3 separate regions of the Sus scrofa genome follow, and regions 2 and 3 are each linked to region 1. Evidence: chromatin contacts called from public Hi-C data. All regions are on one chromosome and are shown on one strand. Each heading gives the region's core, a stretch centred on a gene start, on an enhancer-like site or on the middle of the called end of the contact. The rest is flanking DNA. Distances are from core to core; before and after follow the strand shown. Region 1 has its middle 220 kb from the start of JUN. Region 2 has its middle 120 kb from the start of JUN. Region 3 overlaps LOC102165506 (a long non-coding RNA gene).

What was found. A called contact is a pair of places that touch in the nucleus more often than the background predicts.
Region 2: a Hi-C map of liver shows a contact between it and region 1, with 6 times the contacts expected there. The contact joins two enhancer-like sites. A contact is called at or near these places in 3 of 47 Hi-C or Micro-C datasets (heart right ventricle, liver and psoas muscle).
Region 3: a contact with region 1 is called in a Hi-C map of skeletal muscle, with 2.2 times the contacts expected there. The contact joins two enhancer-like sites. A contact is called at or near these places in 4 of 47 Hi-C or Micro-C datasets (fetal heart ventricle, heart right ventricle, psoas muscle and 1 more) and 1 of 2 datasets of contacts at active chromatin or transcription factors (skeletal muscle).

Annotation. Positions count from the first base shown.
Region 1 is chr6:153,460,288-153,463,065 of Sscrofa11.1, reverse strand. No RefSeq gene overlaps it. Among named protein-coding and RNA genes, the nearest start is that of JUN, 220 kb to the left of the region's middle. Within about 2 kb of position 1,390, at least 4 of the 83 cell types and tissues checked have an H3K27ac peak or open chromatin away from gene starts, as enhancers often do. A contact at or near this core is called in skeletal muscle, where this site is marked.
Region 2 is chr6:153,561,139-153,563,838 of Sscrofa11.1, reverse strand. No RefSeq gene overlaps it. Among named protein-coding and RNA genes, the nearest start is that of JUN, 120 kb to the left of the region's middle. Within about 2 kb of position 1,413, at least 76 of the 83 cell types and tissues checked have an H3K27ac peak or open chromatin away from gene starts, as enhancers often do.
Region 3 is chr6:153,333,990-153,336,893 of Sscrofa11.1, reverse strand. The region is part of intron 3 of LOC102165506 (a long non-coding RNA gene); the gene reads right to left. Among named protein-coding and RNA genes, the nearest start is that of FGGY, 120 kb to the right of the region's middle. Within about 2 kb of position 1,488, at least 39 of the 83 cell types and tissues checked have an H3K27ac peak or open chromatin away from gene starts, as enhancers often do. A contact at or near this core is called in skeletal muscle, where this site is marked.

The DNA of each region.
Region 1 (2,778 bases), core at 141-2,640:
AAGTGAAGGGTAGGGGCCAGATGATCCCTAAGGGCTCAGGCTCCGATGTGCCTGGATTCACAGTAAAGGCTGGCCTGGAGATTCAAACAAGGTTCTATATCAGAAACTGTTACTTCTGCAGCAAAGATGAGAAATAATAATTTGACTGATCTGTTAACTGCTGGCAGCACTGAATGTGCCTCTTAGCTGTATGATGGCTAATATAGGATCTTCTAGAAGGGCTTCCTGGCTCAAGCAGGATGCCACCCTTTCTATGAATGTGGTAACCAGCACATGTCAATTGAGAGCATAGAAATCCAGGTCTTGAAAGCAAAGTATCCACATGGAGGGTAAACTATTTTACAGTTGAATTGTCAGGAAAATATTACTCATTGCCTGGTTTATCTTTATAATTCCCCCTTTGGGAATTATAATTCCTACCTTCCAACACATACATAAATACATATGACCACAACTAACGAGGTCAGGCAATGTATGCTTCCTGACCCACACACAAACACATCCACCCAAGTGAACATCCAGGACACAGATGACTGTCACAGAGACACATGCTGTAGACACATAGAGATCTATATATTCCATACACATAGAAACCACTTGCATACTGAGATATTCTATTTTTTCCCTTGGACTAGCATTTGGGGATATATAGTATGCTTGGCGGAATAATGGTTTCCCAAAGATGTCCATGACCTAAGTTAGAATCTGTGAGTATCTTATCTTACTTGGCAAAGGAAATTGAGGTTGCAGATGGATTTAGGATGGCTAATCAGCTGACTTTAAGACAGGAATATTAGCCTGGACTATCCAGGTGGGCTGGATATGTATCCAATATAATCACAAAGGTCCTTAAAAGACAGAAGAGGAGGAAAAAGAGTCACTGTCAGAGTGATACAATGTGGAAAGATTCCGCCAGCCATTGATGGCTTTGAAGAAGGAGGAAAGGGCCATCAGCCAAGAAATGCAGGCAGCCTCTAGTTGGAAAAGGCAAATAAAGAAACAAACAAACAAAACATATTCTGCTCTTTCCAGAGCTTCTGGGAAGGAACATAGGCTCCACAAAACTTGATTTTAATATAGTGAGGGCTGTGTTGGACTTTCAACTCTAGAACCCTTAGGATCATTAATTTGGGTTGCTTTAAGCCACTGAGTTTGCAGTAATTTGTTACAGCAACAATAGGAAACTAATACCCTCAACCTTGGAGCCTAGGGTCTGGGAAAGGAGATAGACCCAGGGTGCTAGAATGCAGAGTAAAGAGGCTATAATAGGATTAGTTCAGGTTGCTGAGAAAACACCCAGGAGAGCCCCTCAACCCAGACTTGGGCATGAAGGGAACGTTTTCTCATAGAAACTCCATAAGGGAGGGACCAATATGGACCAATGTCAGCAACACCCACCACTGTGCCTGAACGTACTGTGTCCAAAAAATGTGTGTTGGAGGGAGGACAGAGGGAGGGAGAGAGGAAAGAAAAATTTAAGAAGAGACAAAACTAAGGCCTGATGGATTAAGTAGGGCTTACGATGGGTGAATAGAAAGCAAGGGAAAGTGTTTCAGGCCGAAGGGACAACATGGGCAGTGACCTGAGGGCTGTTTAAAGAACTAAATAAAGTTTAGTTTGGCTGGGACACAGTGCCCCACAGGGAATGGGGAAAGATGAGTAGGGGCACGTTACAGATCATAAGGGGCCTTATCAGCTATAATTAGACTCTTGGCCTGTATCCTGTATGCAGCTGGTGCTCTCTCTCTCTCTTTCTCCTCTGCTTTTGCGTTTCTCTCTCCCTTTTCTCTTGGTTTACACTTTAATATCTCTTACATGGAGTGTGTATATGCCACCTCAGTTAAGTCAAAGAGAGCTTACAGAAATATTTCATCCTTGTCTTGTGGTCTCTGTTGCAGTCACTCCCTCCAATCTAGCAATGCTTTACGACCTAACTCATAAATTTTCATTTTGGATAAGATGGGATGGTCCCGTAGATGAAGGCACTGGTCAGGTAATCACACCTTCTGGGCTTACAAGTCCACACTCCTCTGTTTACCGTTTAGTATCTCTGTATTCTCTCGTTTCCCAGTCTGTAAATGGGGCCAGGGGAGTACTCACCTCATGGGCCTACTGTGAGGATCAAATGAGGAAGTCCCTGAAAAAGCTTTCAAAGCACGAGGTATATACCAAGTGGCAGGTATCTGCTGAAATCATCACTCTTTGCATAGCTATTCTCAGCCAGCCATAACCAGCCATGCCAATAAGTGTCCATAAGCCTTGAGGTCAATCTCACCATTCTGCATCCGGAGAAACTGATATACATGGACCGCGTCAATGAGCGCCCTTGCTCTCTAGCTTCCAGTTGATTCCAGCCTATGGGAGGCATCAGCAGAAGGCCCGGAGAGTGAAATTGGGATATTTGGTTCTCTCTGGGTTTCCGGAGCTTTCCTTTATCAAATGTGGCCTCTTCTCAGGAGGTCCTCTCCCTACACCTACCCTTTTGGTTCCAGGAAATTCCCCCTCTTCTTTCCCTCTTAAGAACCTGTGATGATAATGGCTTTTCCACCCGTGCAAGTCCCAAGGTTTCCTTCTTAACCAAATGACCCTGTTGGAGCATGGTCTCTGTTCTTGTAGGAATGCTGACCAAGACAACGTTCTTTTAGGTATGGGGTCTCCTGGCTTAACAGGACAATAAGACCTCATCCCGTGAAATGAGGAAGCCCTTGTCCCTCTGGTCAACTGTGGAACCTTCACTGAGGTGACCACGTTGTCACAAGACCACTGCTTTTTCATTCC
Region 2 (2,700 bases), core at 164-2,663, 100 kb before region 1:
AATTTATGTAGAAAGCAAATAAATTAATTGCGAGTTAACCAATCTAGTTTGGTCAATAAAATCTTTCCCACTGTGCAATCAATGGGGTAGGAGGGAAGAACATAAGGGTCTTTTGAAGAGGAACAATGTTGGGATTATTGGTCTAGATCAGTGGTTTTAAAAAGAAAGCAAAGCTGTACTTTTAAAACACTTGCCACCAGGGGTTTTGATTCAGTGGATCTGAGATGGAGTGAGCTTCCCAGGTGATTCTGAGATGACCAAGTCAGTAGTACCTGGCTCTGGCAAGTACGGGTCCCTTTCTGTCCTAATTTTTCCTTTTTTGTCCCCATCTCACTCAGCTTGTGCTTGACACTTTGAGTAATGGGAGCTTACCACCTCACAAGGCAGGCTGCCCAACCCAACAGCCATACTGATAATAAGCACACCAGTACAGTGACCATATGTAGAGGTTTTTTTGTTTGTTTTTGTTTTTTTTTTTGTCTTTCTAGGGCTGCACCCATGGCATATGGAGGTTCCCAAGCTAGGGGTTGAATCTGAGCTACAGCTGCCAGCCTATGCCACTGTCACAGCAACGCCAGATCCGAGCTGCGCTGCTACCTACACCCCAGCTCACTGCAACCCAGAATCCTTAACCCACTAAGGCCAGGGATCAAACCTGTGTTCTCATGGATGCTAGTCAGATTCGTATCCACTGAGCCATGAGGGGAACTCCTTCTTTTGGATCAGAGGTACTAAGGTACAGATGCTACTGATTCTGGCGGCTAGGTATTATTTACCCCCATTTTATAGTGAAAGAAAGCCAAACTCCTGAGGTTTAGTGGTGCATTCAATGTCTCAGAGGGTGCAGGGCTGGGCCAGGATTCCAGCCACCCCTGGTGGCTGGTTAGCCCACGTGCTTCCCCCCGGGCCTGGAGCAGGTCCCGGGGTGGGGGCGGGGTGACTCCTGGGAGGAGGGGAGGGATCCCGGTCGCCACGTCGCCGGCCCTGCCTGGCTGCACACCGCGCTCCGCCCAGCCCTCGCGGGCCTCCCCATAGAAGGTAAACCCAGGCAGGATCCCATGAGAGCTGGCGGGGCCTGGCGCCCCGCTGGTTTCAGTTTCTGAAGAGCCCAGCCCTGAGCAAACACGGGCTGGGAGGAGGGTTCTGGAAGCCTTCCCAACAGATAGCAGATTAACTCGCTGCTGCCTGGGAGCCACCCACGTGGGGACGGGCTGGGTCACCAGCAAGCGGCCTCCCTGGCAGGCAGACAGTCCCTGCGGGGGGCCGGTCGCCCCTGGCTGCCCAGAGCCACCCGAAGCCGGAGAAGGCACACGCTGACCCGCCAAGACGACCTCGGTGCCAGTTCCAGTCCGGCTCTGGCCGGGACCTCCAGGCTGGGTGACAAGGCTGAGGGACGGCCCCAACCCCACCCTCCAAATAAGGACAGATCTTCCTGCTTCAGCCTGCCTCTCCAGGGCGTTCCTGTTCCAACGTGTACGCAGAACGCTTAGAATGTTTGTTTTCTTTCTGAGAAAGAGGCTGAGGGACATGGCCAAGGCCGGCGTGAACTCCAAACCCAGGGCATTCTCTGTCGGACATTTTTCGGGCCAGACAGACTCGGGTCTGAATACTAGTTCTGCCACTTCCTATCCAGGAGACCTTCGTGTAAATTTCTTCATCTCTCTGAGCCTTATTATTCTCATCTCTAAAATGGGGATAATGCTACCTATCTCTAAGATAGGTTCTGTGGAGTCGATTAGATAGATACAGATTATACATATTAAGTATTTAGTGCCCTCAATCAATGCCAATTAACATTATTATTAATTATATTGTTACTACAAATGACTAATAATGACACTTAGGATTATTATTACTAATGCAACTGGGAGCATGGGTGTAAAAAAAATGGGCTCAATTAAAATTTTTTACTGAGGGAAATAGTTTTATGAGAGGTAAATAAAGATTGGAATAACACTGGGTCGCGAGCACATGATCTCATTTAGTATTCAAACAGCTTCACAAGGCAGGTGTTATTATCCCCATTATACAGGTGAGGAAGCTGAGGCCCCTGGAAGTTAAGTAACTAGGCCATGTCACACACTGTTCATACCTGGTATCCTGGCCTCCGGAGCTCTGTGATGATATTCCCTAAGCCTTAGCTACCTCAAACTTCCCCACCTCAACAAAGGAAAACTCTGGAAATGATAAAAGTCACCTCCTTCAGGCTGCTTTCTTAATTCTCTCTCTCCTCCCCTAGTAGAACAAACGCTCCCTCTTTTGTTCTCCTGGTGCGGGTAGCATGTGACTACACACCCTTGTGGGCTGTCTCTCTTCTCCAGGGAGTGTGCTTCTCAGAGGCAGACACTGTACACTTTTTTGCATGTTGGGAAGGTCTGTACGCTGTTGTTGTTAAGTACAGACTTAGGAGCCCAACTGCCTGGGCTCAAACCCTGGCTCAAATCGTGGCTTTACTACTTGTTGGCTGTGGGCTTGAGTAAGAAACTTAAGTTCTCTCTGCCTCATGCCCCTTATCTGTAAAATGGAAATTAACACTAAAAACAGCCTCATGGGAGTTCCCTGGTGGCCTAGTGGTTAAGGATCTGGCCTTATCACTGGTTCAAGTCACTGCTGTGGCAAGGGTTTGACCCCTAGCCCAGAAAGTTTCCCATACTCTGGGCATGGCCCAAAAAAAAAAAAATGCGTCTTGTGTGGACTTGC
Region 3 (2,904 bases), core at 239-2,738, 130 kb after region 1:
GGGATAATGGAAGAACCAGCTAACATTCTCTGGGTGCTCTCTTTATACTGGATACCCTAATATCTAACCCTTAACAGAAACCATTCACTCTGTCATCTGCCCAGGGAGGTAGTCATCATTACAGCAATCTTTCAGATGAGAAAATTGAAGCCCAGAGAGCTTAAGTGCCTTGTCCAATATTACATAGCAAGTCAGTAGTAGAAGCAGGTTTCCAGCCCAGCCAGTCTGGCGCCAGAGCCTACACGCCAACCTATAGGTTACACCTGAAGAAGGCCTTTTGTAGGCAACAGAGCTCTCCATTAAACCTATGAGGAGGGCCCAGAGAGGTCATGGAACTTCATCAGTAACACACAGCATCACCCAATGCTTCGTTGAATCCTCAAGTTTCCACTCTAGAGCCATCCCACTCCTCCTTCCTCACCTCTCTTTTCTCTACAGCAGCCTTGCCTCTAAGCTGGCCTTGTAGGTTAATGGCAACCAGCTTGGGAGTCAAAATGAGGGTTAAATCTTGGCCATACAACTCACCAGTTGCAGGTACTTGGACAAGCTGCATGGTTTCCCGGCCTCAGTTTTCATATCTATCGAATTGTTGTATAGTCTTGTTCCCCTAGAAGGGAGACTGAAAGGGTTAACTGCGGTACTGGGCAGTCCTTCTGCGTCATTGTTTTAACTTCTTCAGAGCGCTGTGAAGAACACCTCCTCTGGGACAGTGTTCTCCTTGAAAGACATCCAGCACACACTAGGTCCTCAATTAATCATGGGATGCATGCATACATTTTCTTGAATACATGAGTGTCTAGCACAGAGGCCAAGGTAGGTAAACACTAGTTTCTCTCAGCCAGGTGACTTCATAGGGTCCAGTCATCTGCGTTTATTATTTATTAGGTTAATAAACTAATTTTGGTCAAAGTGTCCATAGCTGCTAACAGTTGAAACTAGGGTCATTCTTCAAGGTAAGATTGACATATTAACTGCAACTCTCTAGCAGTCAGACAAAAGTAGGCTGTTTTATCCTACCATGAGACCTTCCAGAAGAAAAGACAGAACAAAGAGAGGTAGAGGGAAGAACCGCCAATGCAGGGAGGGCAGAGAGAGGTGGGGGTGGGGAGGGAGCAGAGGAGGATGGAAGTGGTAGAAAGGGATCAAAGACCCAGGAAGCCCCCCTGCTGGCAGGTTCACTTGTTTTCACCGCTCACAGCCCAGAGCCTAGGACTAGGCAGGCACATCGTGGGCGCTCGGTAACTCTTTGCTAAAAAAAGCCTGGATGTGAATGAAAAAGGAAAAGGGGGCAGGGAGAAAAATTCCGGCAGGGGAGAGGCAGAGATGAAGAGAGAAAATCAGCGACAGAGCTCCAACAAAGACAGACAGGACAACCAGAGGCAGAGAGAGGGCGACCGGCGGCCTGGGCAGGGGGTGGGCGGACCTTGCTAGCGGAGCCGGGCGCCCCGGCCCCACCAGCGAGGGCGCAGCAGATGGGCTGCGGGTGCGCACCCAGAGCGCAGCGCCTCCGCCCGTCCGCTCACCCGCCCGCTCGCCCGCCCCAGGCAGCCATAAGTGGGACATGTGGCTGGAGGAAGGTCACGGCCTCGCGGAGGGGACTTTCCTGGGGTGGGGGTGGAGGACCTGGGAACGCTGGCCTTTAACTTCCCAGGTCAGACCACCCCGCGCGGCCTCTGACGCAGGGACCCCGGGGACCTGTCCTCTGGTCTGACCTTTTAAGTCCCTCCCTGCCATCAAGGCTCTAACAAAGTCCCTCCCCTCCCCCAGCCTAGGGGTTCTCACACTTGAATGCCTCAGAATCACCAGGCAGCTTTGCTCATTAATTTAATGGAACGATTAAATTAAGTCCGTGATTTAATTATTGTTAAATCCATTGTTGCCTGATCCACTGCCACCCCTGTTCTGATTCAGTGAGTTTCGGGTGGGGCCTGAGACTATGCATTTCTAATAAGTTTCCCGGTGAAGTTGATGCATTTGGTCTGGGGACCAGCCCTTGAGAACCACCGTCCTGTATGGGACAATTGTCTCCCTCATTTTCCTCCTTAATCCACAAAATACCTGTTCACCTTCCCAATGAGCCTGGAACCCTTGGCAGCTAAGCAAACAGGTGGAAGAGAGGGGACCTGCATTTGGGCAAAGCCAAGAGGACAAGGGGAAACTCAACTCCCAGCTCTAGAGGCTGTCACCAGCGTTAGTGGCTTACTCTAGTCTCCTGGGAGGCCTCTGTGTGGGATCCAGAACAGGGCAGAACCCTGAGTAGTTAAAAACCAGGTTAATAGGTTTGGCTCCAGAAAAGGAAGAAAAAAGCCCTTTCTTCAGGAGAGAAGAGTGTACAAGGAGGACGCCTATTCATTCATCAACCAGTGGTGCCCTAAGTAGTGCCACTGACACTCATCATTCAAAAAAAAAAAAAAAAAAGTTAATTGAGCAGCTGTTTATGCCAGGCACTTTCTGGGTGTTGGGGATATTGCAGGAAACAAATTTGAGATTAATATCTTAGGGAGAATGCTTTTCAGTAGGGAGATTAACAAGAAACATGGGAAAGAGTAAATTATTGAGTACGTTAGAAGGTAATAACTAAGGAAAAATGTGAGTAAGGTAAGGGAGTGCCAGTGGGTGCAGTATTCTTATTTTAAATTTTTTTAATTTTTATATTTTTAGATTTTATGGTCACACCCATGGCATATGGAAGTTTCCAGGCTGGGGATTGAATCTGAGCTGATACAGTTGGATTCTTAACCCACTGCACTACAGTGGGAAGGCTGAGTGGGTGCAGTTATAAACAAGATGGTCAAAGTAGAGCTTGTTGGGAAGATGACATTTGAATCAGGAATTTAGGTAGCTAGCTGACAGAACTTTCAGGTAAAGGGAACTGCCAGTGCAAAGGTCCTGAGGCAGGAGCAT